Linked DNA regions of Anser cygnoides: region 2 is linked to region 1. A link is a contact called in public Hi-C data. All regions are on one chromosome and are shown on one strand. Each heading gives the region's core, a stretch centred on a gene start, on an enhancer-like site or on the middle of the called end of the contact. The rest is flanking DNA. Distances are from core to core; before and after follow the strand shown. Region 1 holds the start of MN1 (MN1 proto-oncogene, transcriptional regulator). Region 2 has its middle 190 kb from the start of MN1.

What was found. Hi-C and Micro-C count contacts between places; a contact is called where the count stands out from the background.
Region 2: a Hi-C map of liver shows a contact between it and region 1, with 4 times the contacts expected there. The contact joins the enhancer-like site here to the promoter of MN1 in region 1. A contact is called at or near these places in 2 of 7 Hi-C or Micro-C datasets (both in liver).

Annotation. Positions count from the first base shown.
Region 1 is chr17:566,184-569,829 of Taihu_goose_T2T_genome, reverse strand. It overlaps MN1 (MN1 proto-oncogene, transcriptional regulator), which reads right to left and starts at 1,579. Exons shown (of 2, transcript XM_066979283.1): 1 at 1-1,579. The coding sequence starts at 1,125. LOC106043908 (a long non-coding RNA gene) reads right to left here. Exons shown (of 5, transcript XR_010825616.1): 5 at 3,210-3,444.
Region 2 is chr17:752,255-755,900 of Taihu_goose_T2T_genome, reverse strand. No RefSeq gene overlaps it. Among named protein-coding and RNA genes, the nearest start is that of MN1, 190 kb to the right of the region's middle. Within about 2 kb of position 1,945, at least 2 of the 3 cell types and tissues checked have open chromatin away from gene starts, as enhancers often do. A contact at or near this core is called in liver, where this site is marked.

The DNA of each region.
Region 1 (3,646 bases), core at 330-2,829:
TATTGGCCCATTGTCCTGCAAGTTGGGGTTGGGAGCATTGGCTTCTGTTTGCTGTTGCCTAGGGATGGCTGGCGGGCAGGAGTTCTGTCTGGCCAGCAAGCCCGGCGGCTGCTGCGGCTGCGGCGGCTGCTGCTGCTGCTGCTGCATCAACGGGTGCCTGGTGCTGGCCCCCGGCTCCAGGCTGGCGGACATCTTCCGCGCCCCCCCAAAGCGCTCGAAGAAGACGCCGTGCTGCTGCGGCGGGTGCGCCTTGGCCACGGCCATGCCCGGTGCCCGGGGCAGGGAGGGTGTCCCCGGGTAGCTGCCGCCCGCCGGCACCTGCCGCCCGCCTCCGTAGTGCGGCAGCTGCCCCTCGGGCTCCGACGGCGAGAAGACGGGCAGCTCGAAGTGCCCGGCGGGGCCGTCGCCGGGGTAATTGTATTCCAGAGAGTCCACGCCGCCCTGCGCGGGGAGCCGCCGCTGCTCCAGGCCGTGGGGCTCGGAGGAGCCGGCCGCCGGCAGCCCGTGGAAGGAGGCGGCGCGGTTCGGGGACTGGTCGAGGGGCAGGCAGGGCGCCGGCACGGCGTGGCTGGAGGCGCCGGCGCTGTGGTGCTGGAAGTCGGGCAGGTTCCCGGGGCGCTGCTGTCCGAAGCCCTCGGCGCCCTGGCTCTCGGCCATGTGCTCGTAGCCGTCGGCGAACGCCGTCTGCCCGCCCAGCGCGCCGCTGTAGCCCAGGAGCCGGCCGCCGTGCACGCAGGAGGCGCCGGGGTCGGGCCCGAAGTTGCCGCCGAAGTGCGGGTGGTGCTGGTGGGGGTGGTGGGCGCCGCCGTGGCCGCCGTGCGGCTGCTGCCCGCCGAAGAAGCCGTGCACCGGCGGCTGCATGCCGCCGCCGTGCAGCTCGGCGGGGCCGCGGCCCGGGAAGCCGTACGCGTCGCCGGCCAGGCTCATGTTCATGCCCAGGAGGGGCGGCTCGCCCAGCGCGCCCAGGGCCGGGTCCACCGCCGCCGCCGCCGCCGGGCCGCCGCCGGGGAAGGCCGGCGCCTTGAAGTGCGCGCTCATGCTCAGTCCGGGCTGGCCGAAGCCCCGCTCCCCCTGCCCGGCGCTCCGGCTGCTCATCTGCGGCTCGAACTGCTCCAGCCCGAACATCCTGCGCGGCTCAGAAGGGCATGGCCGCCCGCGCGGCTCCGCCGTCCCGCTGCCCTCCGCACCGGCCGCCGCGGCTCGGCGGCCCCGCTCACATCGTGCCGCGCCGCCGCGCCGCCGGCACCGGCACCGGCCGCCCGCCCGCGCTCACCCCCGGCGGCTCGCCGCTCGCTGCCGCCCGGCGCCGGCCGCGCTGCGCTGCCCGAGAGCCGACGGGGCGGCGCGCCGCCGCTCATAGGCTCCGGCGCCCGGCAGCTGCGCGCCGCATCGCCGGCCCGCCGGGCGCTCGCCGCTCGCTGCCCGCGGCCGGCGGCTCGCAGGGCTCCGGCGGCGGCGGGGCGGCGGGGCCGGGGCCGGGGCTGCGGGCGGGCGCTGGGAGGGCTCCGCGGCGCTCCCCTCGCGCGCGCTCCCCCGCTCTCAGCCGGCGCTGGCGGAGCAGCAACAAGTTTTGCATTTCAGCGATGAATTTCAGCCATCGGGGCTGCGCCAATGAGCGCCGCGCGGCCCGGGGCGGGGCTCGCCGTTAAGGTGGCTCCGCCGAGCGCCCGGCCCCGCGCCCCGCCCGCCCCCTCGGCGCGCTCCGGCCGCTGCCCCGGGCCGGCGCCGCCGCTGCTCCCGCGGCGCGGGGGGACGCGGGCGGCCGGGGGAGCCCGCGCGGAGCCGCCGGTGCCGGCCCCGGCCCGGCCGAGCCGGCGGAGTCCCGGAGCGCGGTCGGGGAAGCGCGGCGGGGAGCGGGGCGCGGAGGCCGGAACCGGGCGGCGGGGGTCGGGGTCTGCGCCGCTCGCCGGCCGCGGCGTGTCCCGGTGCTCCGAGCGCACGGGCGCGGCCGGCCCCTGCGGCGCGGCGAGCCGGCAGAAGGAGCGGCTGGGCGCTCCGGCCGCCCCAGCGAAGCCGGCGGCACCGCGCGGAGCCCGAGCGCGGCGCCCCGTCGGGGTCCGGCCGCGGCCAGCGGGAGCGGGAGCGGGGCTGTCGGAGCGCGGCATCCCTGGGGGGAAATAAATGCCCGATAGCGCCGGGGGGTTGGAAACACCCGGCAGGGTGAGGCGCTTGAGGTGTTCGCAGCTCGCACGTGTCAGTAGCTTAAAAAAGAAAAAAAAATACTCCACAAAAAAAAAAAAATAAACAAATATAAAGAGAGATCTATAAATATGCGGCCGAGAAGTATTGGTATGAGGCAGGAGAGTTTAAAGGGATTTTTTTTTTTCCTGCAGGATCAGGATGCTGCGCTGTGATTAAATATTGATTTTGTGTAATTAGTTTTCATGTGAACTATCCTCCTTGCTGATGGCTCGGAGATTTCAGAACTAGAAAAGAAATGGAATTGGACGTGGAAATTATTACTTAGCCAAGTGACAAGGGAGAGGGGGGCTGCGGGGCCGGGCTGGTACCAGGGCAAAAAGCAGGAGCCGCGCAGCCTGACGGCGGCACAAAGGAACGGGAAGCAAGTCCCGTCCGCAGCGGGAAGGCGGTGACAAAGGGGAGCCGCCGGCCCCCCGGGCCCGTGCCCCCGCCGGCCGCGGTCCGGGCCTACGGCCGCGCCGCCCGGCAGCGCAGCGGCCCCGCGCCCCCCCCCCCAGCGCCTCCGCGCGGCCCGGCCCGGCCCGGCCCCGCGCTCCCGGGGCTCCGCGCCCCCGCCCGCCGCCGCCTCCCTCTGCGCCTGCGTGCGCGCCGTCGGAGCGGCCGTTCCGAACGGGCACAGCGCCCCCTGCCGCCCGCCCGCCCCGCGCGCAGCCCCGGCCGCCGGGGGCTCGGCGGAGGCGCCGTCGGGGGGCACCATCGCGGCTGCCGCCCGCCGGGCCCCGGCCCCCGCGGCCGGAGCCGGCCCCTGGGGGCAGGGGGGTCGCCGGTGCCGGGGTTGCTCGGGACGGGTTCCCCCGGGCCTCGTCCCGGCTCCGTGTTCTGCTGCGGCGTGGGCGGGACGGCAAGGGGCGAGGGCGGCTGATGGTTGTCGCCGCGTGCGTCTTGGTGGTGCCGTGGTGGTGCGGAAAACAGGCGGGGGCTGCAGTCCTCCCAGGGCTCTGTTTCGGAGCTGGGGCTCAGCGCCCTGGGGCCCGTCTGGCCCGAGACCTCTTCCAGCTCTCCCACAGCCATCTGCCTCACCCACGAACGACTTCTGCTGACTGCAGTAAGGGCTGGACCGTGCCCCAGCTAAATAGGTTCTTGCAGCAAGCGAGATCTTTCGCTGCATTACCCCTCCAGCAAGCGCACTTGGCGTGTTCCCCTGTGCCTCTCCATCAGCTCAGGCAGCAGGCTCACAGTGCCAAAAGCACGGTGGTTCCCCTGTATGCAGGTGCCACGGGCAGCAGGGCTGGAGTTCATGGCCTTGTATAAAAAATAAATAAATAAAAAGGGGGCGGGGGAGAAGAAAAAAAGCTGAATTAATTTTGAGAGTGCCAATCAAAACAAGGAAGAACATCGTAAACAAAAACAATATTGGATTTTTAATGCCACTCCTGCCGATACAGTCACACAACAGCACTGAAGCTCTCGCAGTGGCAAGTCTTTGACATGGGTAAGGACCGTG
Region 2 (3,646 bases), core at 696-3,195, 190 kb before region 1:
CGTCTGTGGTCTCTTGCTTCCCTTTGTTTCTCTGGTGAGCAGCATTTGCAGAAAAAGCCTTGGCAGGCATATGCTGGAGCCCCCGGGCAGCTGCCTGTGCGGGGCCCAGTGCCGCAGGGACAGCCCCATGCAGCTCCAGAGGCTGGGAGGGGGAGAGCCGCCGGCGGCAGAAGCAGCACCCACTCCCTGCACCCCGGGTGGGTGCTCTCAGAGCCAGGCAGCTGGGGCCACGTTGCTCCAGCAGCATGTAGGACCATCCCCATCCCCATCCCCATCCCTGCCCGGCTCGGGGAGGGCACTGCTCATCCTTCCCAGGTGCTTGGCTGTGGCCAGGTACCACCCCAGTGTCCCAGTGCCTCCCAGCACACCCACCCCAGGGCCAAGGCCGGGGGGGGTCACCACGAGGCCCTTCCGTCTGCTCAGAGCAGTAAGTGGGGAGCCCTGCTGGAGTAACTCTTATTGCGATTAGCCTTGCAGTAAGTGTATTTGGGGAGGCCCAGAGCTAAGAGGACAGCTGGATGTGCCCTGGAGGTGGGCATGGGTGGGCTCAGTCAGTGCCTTGCACACGGTAAAACATCCAAGGAAGCCGAAGCAGAGGCACCGCCTGGCATCCTGACCACGCTGCCTCCCAGGCCTGGCAGCCAGCAGCACCCCTCCAGCACCGCTCGCGCGTCTGGGATCAGAAAGCAGGATTTGACCGTCAAGATCAGCATGTATGAAAAATTCTGGGCTGTGGGACTTCTCAATCTGCTTCTCAAATGAGACTGCAACATACATTTCAAAGCACAAAAAGCTATTTAGTCATGCATTTCTTTCAATCGCATGAAAGACCTTATGCCTGTGCCTCAGTCCAAGGAGCACTACTACAATGCTGCATACCATGGACTTACGGTGGGCTCCATTCTCACAACTGGGGAGCAGACTTTGTTCTTCTTGATTTAAAATACATTCTTCAAAATTCTTTGGGGAATATCAAGGGGAATCTTGCACTGAAAATGTATACAGCTTGCTGCACAAATGCTTGCATTTTGGCAGTTAAGGCACAGTTTGTTTTTTTTTCATCTTGTGCATGATGTTCATTGCCTAGATACCTTTTATTTGTGGAAGACAGCATCTTAAACAGCTGAAGAAAATAGGGGAGGTAGAGTGATTTAACAAATATCTGGTCAAAAAACATCTCCAAGAGCAAAGTAGACCACAGTGGTCTGAGTTTTCCTCTGATGTCAGCTACAGAAGTAGTAACATGTGTCAGCCCCCACTGAAAATATCCAGTGGGAGTTGCCTTTCTTTTCAGACACTGCACAACAGCAGCTGAAAAATGGGTCTGCAGCTCCAGCCACCTAGCTCTCTGCTACAGCCAAGCTCCTTTTAGGTGGGTTTGCAAGGAGGCTGTGAAGAGTAATTCAGGGCTTATTTTACATCCTTCTGTACCGTATTTTGTCCAACACCAGAACCGAGACAGCTCCGCGTGCTGCTCTGACGCGCAAGGCGGCCAGCACACAGCCAGGCTGGGCAGCAGGCACTACTCACGGCGAGGAGCAGCCCGGAGGGAGGGGAGCTCATCCTGCTGCACCAGCCCTCCTCAGCTTCACCTGGACAGAAAATTTGGAGAGCTGCGGCGACGTGATCAGAGCTGCCTTGGGGAGGCTGTGTGCTGCTGATTACACCTCCCCAGAGCAGCAGGACTCCTCCAGCACTGTGGTGGCTCCCAGGAACAAAGCCCTCGCAAGGAGCCTGCTCAGCACGGGGTCCTCAGATGCACACGCTGGGTCCCAGGTCTTCCCCTTGGGCTCTCCCCTCCTGCCCCGAGCACCAGGCTGGCTGTGGAGCACGGAGCCCTGGTGCTGCCTCCCACTGACCAGACTCCAGCACTCGGCCTGCAGGGCTGAGCCGGTCAGAAGGGACATGTTTGTACTGGGAAAGCAAATATTTCTCTTGTCCTTTTGCTCATGAATTGCTACGCTGCTTTTGCTGAAAAAATCACAGAAACCTGACCATGACCTAGCCAAAAAACTATCAGCTCTACAGTTGTTGATTCCCACCTTCCCGAACATCTGAAAGCAGCAGATAAGGGTGGGAACTGGCTGGGCACCACCAGGCACCGGCTGCAGCGCAGAGCCGAGGAGGCAGCTGTCCCCAGCAGAGCGGGGCAGGGCACTTTGCCGCACGTCACCTGTGGGCAGGTGGAGCAGAGTTATTTACAAAACTAAAAGATCAATATTTGTTTGACATTCAGAAAAATTCTTCTGGCCTCTTCCTGCTGCAGGTGTAAATCAGAGCAATTGCTTATATGAACACTGTAAATGCACTTCTCTATGCTAGATCTTTTTTTTTTTTTTTTAGTTAGCCTACCCACCTTCTGCCTTACAGAGACTTTGCAGACCTTACAGTGCTGGTCACACGTGCAATTGCAGGGAAAGTACCTAGTCAGGGCCACGCTAGCTGTCCCCCTATGGTCATGCAGTCATGGCTCCTCTGCAACAGTGCCTACAGAAAACAGTGCTCCCAAAGGGAAACGCCAGTGGATGCCCAGCAGAAAGCTGCTGCCCCAGCTGCTTGCAGCGGCCTGCAGAAGGCCTGGCTGGCACATCATCGTCCCCATGTCCATTGCCCTGCACCCAGCCGGTGTGCGCCTGCAAGTGCGGCCTGTAGTGCTGCGCAGAGCAGAGCCGTGAGAGCTGCAAGCCTTCCAGGGCTTAGCACAGTAAGTCCACAAAGAAATGATCAGATCATGATATCACAGGAAACTCTCGCCAAACCAGCTGAAATCATTCAAACATTCAGAGTGTACTTATGGGGGGAAAGCCCTCCATTCTAAATATATTCCTTTGAAGGCAGCTTGTTATTTAAACAACTATTGCAAAACAGGGTTTACATGGAGCTGTTCTAAACTGAAGAGGGAGGGGAAAGCTGGTTGTGGGCACACAGTCACCACCCAGGTATTTTAATTGCAAATCCCAGCATGTTTTATAGACGTCTAGAGAGTATCTTTTCACGTAGGCTCCAAGGATTACAATAAGATCCATCATGTTTAATATGAACCCCGTGACAGTACCCAAGTCCCACCCTGACGACGCCGAAGATGGGAGGACACCATAAAACATCCCATCCACAGAGCCAGGAATCATTCAAGGCATCTTCATGCTGCCTAAGGCTCCCAAGAGAGTTTTGCCGAGCCGAGCAGCTGCTGGTGGTGCCTGTGTCCTTGGCAGCGTGGGGGACTTGTCCCTGCAGCGCTTCCCCTGCCAGCTCCTGCAGCCGCGGGCTGCGGTGGGGCGCAGTGCAGCAGCTCCTGCTGCCGCCGGGGAGGAGGAGGAGGAGGAGGAGGAGCACAGCCCAGCCTCCAGACCCAACAGTGAAAGGGCAAATTCCACCTCCATTCCCAGGGGCTCGAACGCCTGCAGCAGCATGGTATGGGGAGGTGGGATTTCTGTGGCTATCCTGATGGGATGCACCGTTCTGCATCATGGCAGCAGCATGAGCTGGCGGAGAACTGGACCACACAGAGCAACCAAAACTCCAGTATAGGCTGATGTAAAAGCAAGGGAAGCCTGCAACAGGGCAAGACTAAGGCACGGTTTGTGCCAGAGTGCACAGGCAGACACCCCATGTGCCTGCCTGCATTTGCCAGCATGCACAGTGGGAA